Regions from separate parts of the Rattus norvegicus genome. Here all the other regions are linked to region 3. The links are chromatin contacts, called in public Hi-C maps. All regions are on one chromosome and are shown on one strand. Each heading gives the region's core, a stretch centred on a gene start, on an enhancer-like site or on the middle of the called end of the contact. The rest is flanking DNA. Distances are from core to core; before and after follow the strand shown.

Region 1 (3,240 bases), core at 691-3,190, 1.0 Mb after region 3:
TCCCTGGTTCTGCTAGCAATTGAGGAAGGATATAAGGTTCTACTTCATGCTCTTGGGTGGGTCCATCCTGCCTGCTTCTCTGCCTAGGACCCACAGAAGACTCCTAAAGCAATGATCCTAGGACAAAATACAACATGACGCACAAACAAAGGAAAAAAAGTCTTATTCCAATACACTTGGAGAAAATGGGAGCAGAGCCCCATAGGTGGCTGCACTACAGAGGCTTCTTTACGGTGCTAGTACGGTGTTAATCTCTAAGACAGAGCATAAGTGAGTCATTCCTGAAACCGGAACCCCTTTTAAAAGTATAGGAACAGAAGTAGACATTGCCTAGTTTTGAAGAATGTTGGGACACGCAGCCCGGGGATATCAATTTACCTTAAATACAGCAAATTCATGTATATCTGGAAGGGTGAGAAATATATTAGCTTTTGGTGCATTTCTTCTAAGATCTGCCAGGGACCTACTGTTTTACCTGTAGTTTTCTCCTAGTTGCCAACTTTATTTCTTCTTTAGCATCCTTTTTCTTTTCATGAGAATGTCCAGAGTGGCTACAGTCACTTCATCAATTCAGATTTTCGCAGGTTTGACTCACTGCCCACTTTAGTAGCTTGGATTAGAATGCTTTTCTTTTTATTTTATTTTTTTCTCCTTAAGTCATCTAGTTCATTAGGTTTATAATAATGCTCTGTTTCTTGTGTTCTCTGCTATCCTCCACAAACAGCATATACACTCCAGAGTGCTTCTCTGCCCAGTGTTGATTCCAGAAAATGCAGCTACCTCACCTTATTTAAGAGCATAGCTGGGTGCTGGGTGGGCTGCATTAATCTCTCTCTCTCTCTCTCTCTCTCTCTCTCTCTCTCTCTCTCTCTGTGTGTGTGTGTGTGTGTGTGTGTGTATTATTGATAGACATGATTCCAAGAACAACAGCTTAAAGCAAAATATAATCAGCAGAGTCATTTCTTTGGCAACTAAAACCAACCTGCAGAAGTCTTGCTGTCACAGAAACTGACTCAGACCCACAACTGCTCACCCACCCGCACATATAGTCAAGGGAGATTGTTCCCTCAGCTTTGGGATTATAGCTCCCTCACAGTGGGCTGGATAGCAAGCTACAATGAGTCATGAGAACCTGAAAGAGTCAAGCCTTGTGATGCTTCCAGGAACCTTTAGTGGGTAGAACAGAATCACAAAGCCCAGGCCTAAATGCTATTTCTCATTATTTATCTCCAGCAGCTTCAAAACTGCCCCTGATGCCTCAGCACAATGTGACAAAAGGCCCTGGCTCATCTGAGTGACTGGAGAAGGGGCTGCTTTGTTTAGTGAGATATTCTGGAGCCTCAGTGCTGGCTCTATGGTTTGTGAACTTTGATTAGCAGGCGCCTTGCATTTCTCTGGCCGTCTTTGGAAACAGGTATGTAGATGATTCACAAGGATATTGAAGGTCTTAAAATGACAGATGCATCATAGAAAAACTGACTAGAGCAATAGAAAAAAGAGCTGAAAATGTTCTGCTTGTAACCACCCATTCTTAGTAATAATTCATTTGGGGGGAAAAATAGGTTCATTTATTTTCACTTCCTGACACAAAAATGAACTATGAATGAACCACCTTCTTCTTCTCCTTTTTATTTTATTTTTTTGAAGTTTAGTTGCTGTATCTTGTTGCTTATTCATAAAAGGATGAAGTTGTTTTCCACTAAGTGGCTTTCCTGTGACAATAATAAGCTTACCATTAGTTTTGAATTTTCAACTGAAGTGTTCTCATCAAAGACGGCTGTGGAACAGAATGAGAAATTGTTGTCCCTTCCTGAGATTTTCTCAGCTCTCACCGGAAACATGTTCCCGCAAACACTGACCCAGCTCAACCCCACTCCGTTTCTCAGAGCAGATGAGGTCATGTCCTGGTGTGGTGGCGCTCTGCACTGCAATCCCAATCATTTGACCATTGCTGGTATATAAAATGAGAGCCAGGACTTTAGATTGCACAGCCATCTAACAGAGGAGGGTACTGTCTGTACGGGAAACACTACATGATTCATTTTTTTTCTTAGAAAAAAAATTAAAGTCATATTTCTTTGATGTGTCAGCAGTGATGACTAAAAGCAGATTGCAGATTCTTTGTACTCAACTAGAGGGAGAAATCCACAGAGAGAAAGCAGGAGAGCAAAGCAGGGTTAGTGCTGTTCCTAGCAAATTCACCTAAATCAAATGCATAGCTCTTGGAATGTAATAGTGTAACCTAATGATGCTCACAGAAAGGCCATATGAGAACAGAAATGATTATTCTTGTCTGTCTAGGAAAAGAAGTGCATGGGGAGGGGGCACACAGAGCCCGGAATGGTGGTGTGTCATGTGAATACAAGGATACACATTGAGAGCTACAGGAAGAGGAAGAGACCATTCCCGAAATAATTTGGAAGTATGACCAGAGGGCTATGCAGAGGCTCTCTGTCATTTATGTTCTTCCTTTGGCTTAGTTCTACTGTGATCCCATCAGGCCCTCTACAAAGATGAACAAGAAACAAGATGTTCATATGTCTATGGATGACAACCATGACACCTGCCGGAGAGATGGGAAAAGGAGCCCCATGGAGTAGGCTGCTGTTAATCCAGTAAACCAAAGCAGTTCAGCTGCGCCATTACTAAAGCTTCCTGGGAATGAATGGATGGGAGCAATGAAAGAACACAGGCATTTTCCGGGAGGTAGAAAGAAGGACAATGACTCATCCTCTTCCTTTATATGGAAATCATTCTCTGTCTTCCCTTGAGCCTCAAGGATTCCCATACTTTCGGATTGCTCCTACCTGATTATGTCTCCCTGAATGGAGTCACTGTGTTTTAGGCTTTTACTCCATTGGAAGCTTCAGTGCCTGTGTCTTCCCTCTTTGACTATCACTGACTGTGCCCTCAAACCAAGGGTAAAGCAAAATCTAGGGATGAGTCCCAAGGACCACACACTCTGGGACCAGTGAGTAGATACTGAGAGAAAAATTCACTGGTTTTTTTTTTTTTTTTTTTTTTGCCCAGTAAAGACACCAAATTCCAGGAATTCCTTGGAAAACACCCAGGTATGCAGATTGAACGAGGTTGTTGCTGTTTGATCCCTGAACAATACATACTTTCTCTGGCTAAGATGGCCAGCTCACCCAGTGCTCAAAAGACAGTCTGCTGTATATAATCAGAATCTTAAGAGAGTTAACAGAGTGAATTTAGCTGATTGTAACAAATCACAACTAG
Region 2 (3,459 bases), core at 631-3,130, 1.8 Mb after region 3:
GAGTTAGAGATCCTCCTGCTTCTGCCTTCTAAGTGCTGGGATTAAAGGCAAGTACCACCACACCTTACTTGTTTTGCAGAGGCAAAAAAAAAAAGGTCTGGCTAAGTAGCCCTGACTGGCCGGTACTCATTATGTAGCCCAGGTTGACCTGGAACTCACAGCAATCCTACTGCCTCAGCCTTGTAAGTGATGGGACTACAGATTTGTGTTGATAAAATTTTCTAGAAATTTTGGTGGTAGTCTGTGTGGGAAAGGGGCTTTGTTTTGACTCTAATCTTTGACTTTTTTATATGAGATAGAAAACACTAAAGTCAGAGAACTGACTGACCTAACGTGATTGCCTGTGGATCTAACTATTTTCATAAATGTAACACTTCTGCTGCAAGTGCCTAGGACCAAATAGAAAATTAAGTCATTTTAGGAGATCAAGAGCTGGGCGTGGTGGTGCATGCCTTTAATCCCCACTCTGGGGAGGCAGAGGCTGGTGGATCTCCTTGAGTTTGAGCCCTCAGGGGTGGGGGTGGGTAGGGTGAGGGGGGTGGGAGAATTTAAATCTCAATGGATGGAATGTGGGTAGTGGTAGGGAAAGATTTCACCTGAATGGTGGATTTCGAATTCCACTAAATGAAGCTGAAGGCTTGTCAATATTTGTTTTTACTTTTGTGACAGGGTCCTGCAAAGTAAGCCAGTTTGAATTGGAACCTGGGATCCCTCTTATGCAAAACTTCTGAGTGCTGTGAAACAGGTGTGTACCACCGTGCTTAACTGACCCATAGTTCTTGAAAGAGGGGATTTAAAAATAAGGGATTTTCACAGGGAAAAGTTAAGAGGGTTGTTCAGAACAAGCGGTTCTGAACCCGAGGTTCGAACCTAGGGCATCAATGTGTCAGGGCAAACTCATAACAGAGCGTGGCTCTGGGTCGTTCTATTATTCTTTGTTGTTATTTTAACAGTTTTTTTTTTTTTTTTTTAAAGACAGGGTGTCATTATGTTGCTCTGGTTGTCCTCTAACTCTTTTATCTGTCTGCCTTTGCCAACTGAAATTTTCAGAGTAAAGGCGTGGGCCACTAGGTCCTGCTTCCTTGACCTTCGGTGCTTAAAGTTGAAACAATTTTGCAGGCTGTGGAGCATGCTGAGAGGCCCAAGAAATGATTTTAATGAGAACCACCTTCTTAGGGCTTCAGTTTCCCGGCACCTGCGTATCACAGGGCCACACTCACGCTAAACACCTGGGGTCCAAAGGAAGCCAGGAGATTCAAGGCTGGTGCCTCAATCTGAGGAATCCCAAGGCTGGAGGGCGGAAATTTGAAGTCTGCACATCAATGCCGCCCATTTCCAGGCTTTTGTTATGCAGGCCATTGGCCTCTTTTAACTCCACCCTTTCTGCACAGAAATGTGCTGCATCTCAGTCCAAACTGAGATGAGGTAAATTTGCTAAGGTCACAGACCAACGCTTGAACGCGTTGCTTGAGATGCGTCTCTGACTTACCCATTGGGCTAGGGCTTAGAGGCCGAAAGCTTGGCTGAGCAAGCGGACCTCTAGAAAACAAAAACCCAATAACAACCACAAAACAAGCCCAACAGCCTGCCATTCACTCTCAATCAAATGGTTTTGTTTGCTCATTTTGAGAGCACTGCATTTGGGAGTTTGCAAACTTGGTCTGATGAGTAGACTGAGTCAGGTGGAGCTGGGCACTAATCTACATCACCAATTTGTACCCCTTGCAGGAGGCGATACACGCCCCCCGAGGTGATCCGGGGGCGGGGGCGGGCAGCAGGCCATCGAGCAGCCCGGCGCGCCACCGCCCGTTGGATTGGCTCGAGCCTCTCCCGCCAGGCCTGCCCGGCTCCCGCGCGCCGCTGGGCCCGCCCCCGCCGCCATCTTGGTCGTGGAGGAGCGGGCTGCACGCGTGAGTAAATAAGCGCGAGCCGGGAGCGAACGGCGTCCCGGGGCAGAGAGCGGCGGAGCGGACTTCCCGCGTGGGGTGAGGAGCGGGAGTCTCGGCCGGCTCCGCCTCTGCCCCCTCGCGGCCGTGCTGCCTGGGAAGCGGCGGCCGGAGCCCGGCGGGCGGGAGGTCGGCCTGCGAGCGGGCGCGCGGCCCGGCGTGCAGGTGAGGGCGCCGCGCGGGCTGTGCCACCGGTCACTGGTGTCTTCCGGCCTCACTTCAGGGTGGCCGACATGACGGCCCCAGGTCGTAGCCCCCTGGAGCCGCTTCTGGAGACATGGGAGGACCCCTCGGTGTCTCCCGGAGAGCAGACGGACGCCTACCTAACTCTGACCAGGTGAGGCGGGCGGGAAAGGAACGGGGCGGGAGACGGGCTAGCTGTGGGGACCCGGCGGACGTGGGCAGCTTGGGGCGCACCGGGCCATGCCTACGGAGTGACGTTGCGGGGCGCAGCGGCGGCGTCCGAGGGCTTCTTCGGGGAGGAGCCGGCAAACGGGAGCCCTTAAAGAAAAGTTTGAGCTGAAAGTAGTTTGAAGAGCAGAGCTCCGCGCTGCAAACCTTGGGTGCCGTGGGAAAGTTGGTGGCCCTGAATTTCTGGGTTTAGTTAGTTAGGGTCTTTGAGTCAGGCTCACTCCAGTGCTCCCCGGTGGCCTCGAACTTGTGGTTCCGCCTAAGCCTTGTAGTGATTAAGATTACAGGTGCGCAAGCCAGCAAACCGGCCCCAGAATTGGCTTTTTAAAAAGTAGGGCCAGGAACCCCGTTTTTACTTTATTTGAAAGACTTTAGAAAATTTCTAAATTTTGTCAGGTGACAGTAATATTAGAAAATATGACTGGGGAAAAGGGTTCCCGTTTTCTAAAGATAAAAAAAAATTGTTAAAGATTTAAAAAGTTGTGTTCCCGTTTTCTAAAGATAAAAAAAATTGTTAAAGATTTAAAAAGTTGTGGCTAAAAAGCTTAGAGGCTTTTAGCAAGTTGCCACTTATATCTGGTGTAATTTACAATTTTTTTCCTATGTACCCTTGAACCATTTTAAAGGAAGAGGTTAATTTTCAAGGGCTTGAAAGTGATCTTTAAAAACTTAAAAAACAAACAAACAAACCAGCAAACAAAAACCAGTTACCAGTATGGGTACCTGTGCCTGCAGAAGCCTGAAGTGTTGGATGGCCCTGGAACTGGAGCTACAGGTGGTTGTGAGCCACTTGAGAGGGGTGCTGGGAATTGAACACCAGTCTTCTGCCAGAGCCTCTGTGTTCTCACCACAGTATTTTCTCTCCAACCCTGAAAATAATCCTTAAAAATGACAGTTTTTTGTTTTTGTTTATGCTTTCAACTAAGCTTACATTCTCTATTTCCTTTAAAGTCGTATGACAGGAGAAGAAGGAAAAGAAGTTATTGCAGAAATCGAGAAAAACCTTCCTCGGTTGTACACGGTTTTAAAGGTCAGTTTCTTAATGACACCATACTGCCTCAGTCTGAGCCCTTTGAAATCTTTTCCTTAGTTTTCCAAATCT
Region 3 (3,258 bases), core at 72-2,571:
ACTCGGGGGAAAGTTTTTTTTTTTGTTTGTTTGTTTTTAATATAACACCTGATCTTCTAATTTAAACCTTGGATGATCCACAGTCATCTCTAAAAACTCAAGGTAAAGGTTTTCCCATTAGGGGATCTCAAACTCCAATTTTCTCTTATGCATGGATCTCTCATGATAACTTTTTTCAAGTTTTCAAGAAACTATTATGTGCTACTTAAAAAGTGTTTGTCTGAAAGTATGGATGTGTACCTGGGGTTTGATGTGGCCCAGAAGTGGGCACTGGTCCCCCAGAACTGGAGTTACAGAAAGTCGTGACCAGTCTTGCCGGTGTTAGGAGCTTGGGTCCTTGGGTATTGGCCTGTAGTCCTAACAGCTTCGCCCTCTTTCCTGGCCCCATCATGTGTTACTTCTAATAGAAGCCTTCATATTTCTTATGTCCTTAACCTATGAACTATCTTAGGTAGGATGTGCATAGTACTCGGGCACTTAGAGTCAAGTCTGTAAGTGTGAATAAGAACTTTTGCTGTGCTTTTATAGAAATTGTAAAGTCACTTACTATACTAATAACTTCAAAACTTCAGCTTAACCAAAGGCTTTTTTTTTGTTTTGTTTTTTTGTAAAGTGCTTAAAACGTTCTAAATATTTGCTGATATCGCTTTTAAAATTGTTGAAAGGATGCTTGCATTGAATTGGATTATATGCATATAAAATATGAAAATATTAAACTGGGGAAACAAACGTACCAGAATTTAATAGAATGTGCTGAACTGATTTCAAAGCATATAAACCTAATTTCACACCCTCTGCTCCCCGACACTGCTGATACATTAAGGCGACCATTATGCCAACGTCATCATAAACTCGTCCCTCCATTTCCTAACAAGTTTATTCTAAGAGTGACTTACATGGGCCATTTCTAGTGAAGAAGGCGGACGCAGACTTTTCCCCTCTGCAAAGTATCCCTGGGAGAGAGCAAAAACAAAACGGGCTAGTGACAGACCAAGCTCTACCGACGGAGGTTCGGGCCAGGCAGTATTAGCTTGTCCCTCCCCAAAGCCAGACCTCGGGCCCCGCGTCACCGAGAACCCGTGGGAACACTCGGGCCGGGCGGAACCCAGCAGGTCTGCGCTCCGAGCGCAGGCTCGGGCGGAGCCGTGTGGGGCGCGAGCAGAAGAACCCTGGGCAGAGGTGGGTGGACCGGGGCAATACCGACAGCAGGGGCACGGTCACCCGTGAAAGTGCAGAAGAGACCGCGGGTGGGAACCATCCGTACCAGTCACCACACGGCCAGCTGATCCAGTCCCTCAACACGTCCACTGTCAAAATGGCGGTCCAGGCAGGCGCTGTTGACGCCCAGACCTGAGTAGTTGCCTCCGAGCGCATCGATGCTGTCGGTCGATCTTCGAGTAGAGGCTGATCACAGGGCTTCAGAAGGTGAGCTAGTCTTTCATTGGGTAAACTGATGGGTGGATCACGGCGGGGTGGGACCAAATTGGGAATATTTACAGGACTCAGCACCAGTCTTAGCTGAGTCTTTGCTTCATTGACTTTTTGGTACCTTTGACAGATTTTTGTTGTTGTTGTTGTTTTTAAATTTTAAAAACTATTTTCTGTTTATGATTTTTTTTTTGCATGCATGTGTATATGTACAGAAGAAAGTGTTGGTTCTGCTGGGACTGGAGTCGCGGATGGTTGTGAACTGCCATGTGGGCGCTGGGAGTTGAAGTTGGATTCTCTGAGCTTGTGTTCTTAACTATTAAACTAACTCTTCAACTCCCTTCGACAGATTCTCTATCCTCCCCTAGACTTTCCAACAGCTTTCAGAAGATTCTGTCTTCTGTTGTTTGCATGACAACTGTTTGTCACTATTGTTTGTGAGGACTTTTTTTTTTTGTCCCAGTTCTGCGACAGCATCAGACTCTTAATAGGCTTGATAAACATACATACATTACATAATGTATCTATCAATAATAACATATAGCTTATCCAATTTAAAAAAAGAACCTCATAGTTAATGCTGAAGTTTCTTTAATTTTGGTAACTGTATTAATGACTTTTCTGCTGTGATGATCAAATACAACGGGCAAAGTAACTTATAGAAAGGATTGTTTATTTAGGCTTACCAGTCTAAGACTCCAAAATTGGGAGATGAGGATGGTTGGCAACAAGTAGTAAATGTAGAGACTAAAGCGGAAGCTGAGGGTTCGTATCTTGAAACTAAGGAGAAAGCAAAGAGCTCACTGGGGATGGTGGGTGGCTTTTTTTTTTTTTTTTTTTTTTGGTTCTTTTTTTTTTTTTTTCCGGAGCTGGGGACCGAACCCAGGGCCTTGCGCTTCCTAGGTAAGCGCTCTACCACTGAGCTAAATCCCCAGCCCGGTGGGTGGCTTTTAAAACTCCAAAGCGTCCTCACTAAAATACTTCCTCTTGCAACGCCATACGTTCTACCCCCCAACCGATATAAGCTTGCGACCAAGTGTCCCAAAACCTGAGCCTATGGAGGCCAATACAATAACTTCAGCAGTTGGAGAAAGTATTCATCAGGTATTTTGCTGAACTGGAACTTGCTGTTCCTTTCGTGCATTGACTCAAGTAAGAGTGTTTAGGCTTAATGGTATAAAATGTACTCAACCACATCAAGGGTTCTTACTATCAATATGATTTATCACCAGTTATCAGTTTGGTGAGGTAAAACCACGCTTCTCCACGGTGAGGTTACTCTTTCCTGGATATTCAAGGAGGAAACAAGGCCCAAATTGTAGGCGTGGGTAGTCATTCACCTGTCTGAGCACTGAGTGTCTTCAAAAATTAGCTGGAGGTCTTGTGGAAGAATTGTCCCTTCCGTTTGTCTATGCACTCAGTTTTTTTCTATTAATGTGGATTCATATTTATTTAAAATTCTTTTAATTTTGTTTTTCATATTGATCCAGTTTTTGGTTTCTTTTAGTTGGGCATCTATGCTTTTTGACATAACCCCATAGGTTTTGTTTGTTTGTTTGTTTGTTTGTTTTTGGTACTCATCAATACTTTTGTTTGTCACTATTTCTTGAGATTGTTTTAAAGTTCTGGCATTTAGATACTCCAGAATCTTTATATGTTCCTGTGTATCCCAGTCCCAGTATCAACATGTCCCAAGGAGACATGGTTACTTCTTTAACCAGTGTGAGAGACTTGACCTCCCCACTTGCTTAACTTCAATTCTAGTGTACATGTAAGGAGAATGCAGAACTGTTAAACTACATTCAATGTACTCGTATAGAGGGTTTATAT

The links. Hi-C and Micro-C count contacts between places; a contact is called where the count stands out from the background.
Region 1: a contact with region 3 is called in a Hi-C map of the A7r5 cell line, with 5 times the contacts expected there. The contact joins the enhancer-like site here to the promoter of Mmadhc in region 3. A contact is called at or near these places in 2 of 12 Hi-C or Micro-C datasets (the A7r5 cell line and Schwann cells).
Region 2: a contact with region 3 is called in a Hi-C map of liver, with 4 times the contacts expected there. The contact joins the promoter of Rif1 here to the promoter of Mmadhc in region 3. A contact is called at or near these places in 2 of 12 Hi-C or Micro-C datasets (liver and mammary epithelial cells).

Annotation. Positions count from the first base shown.
Region 1 is chr3:56,147,686-56,150,925 of GRCr8, forward strand. No RefSeq gene overlaps it. Among named protein-coding and RNA genes, the nearest start is that of Rnd3, 150 kb to the left of the region's middle. Within about 2 kb of position 1,941, at least 25 of the 93 cell types and tissues checked have an H3K27ac peak or open chromatin away from gene starts, as enhancers often do. A contact at or near this core is called in the A7r5 cell line and Schwann cells, where this site is marked.
Region 2 is chr3:56,961,974-56,965,432 of GRCr8, forward strand. It overlaps Rif1 (replication timing regulatory factor 1), which reads left to right and starts at 1,881. Exons shown (of 35, transcript NM_001427744.1): 1 at 1,881-2,283; 2 at 3,309-3,387. The coding sequence starts at 2,180.
Region 3 is chr3:55,134,408-55,137,665 of GRCr8, forward strand. Mmadhc (metabolism of cobalamin associated D) reads right to left here and starts at 1,322. Exons shown (of 8, transcript NM_001004280.1): 1 at 1,265-1,322; 2 at 897-953. The coding sequence starts at 905. LOC102555425 (a long non-coding RNA gene) reads left to right here and starts at 1,216. Exons shown (of 3, transcript XR_001837105.3): 1 at 1,216-1,425.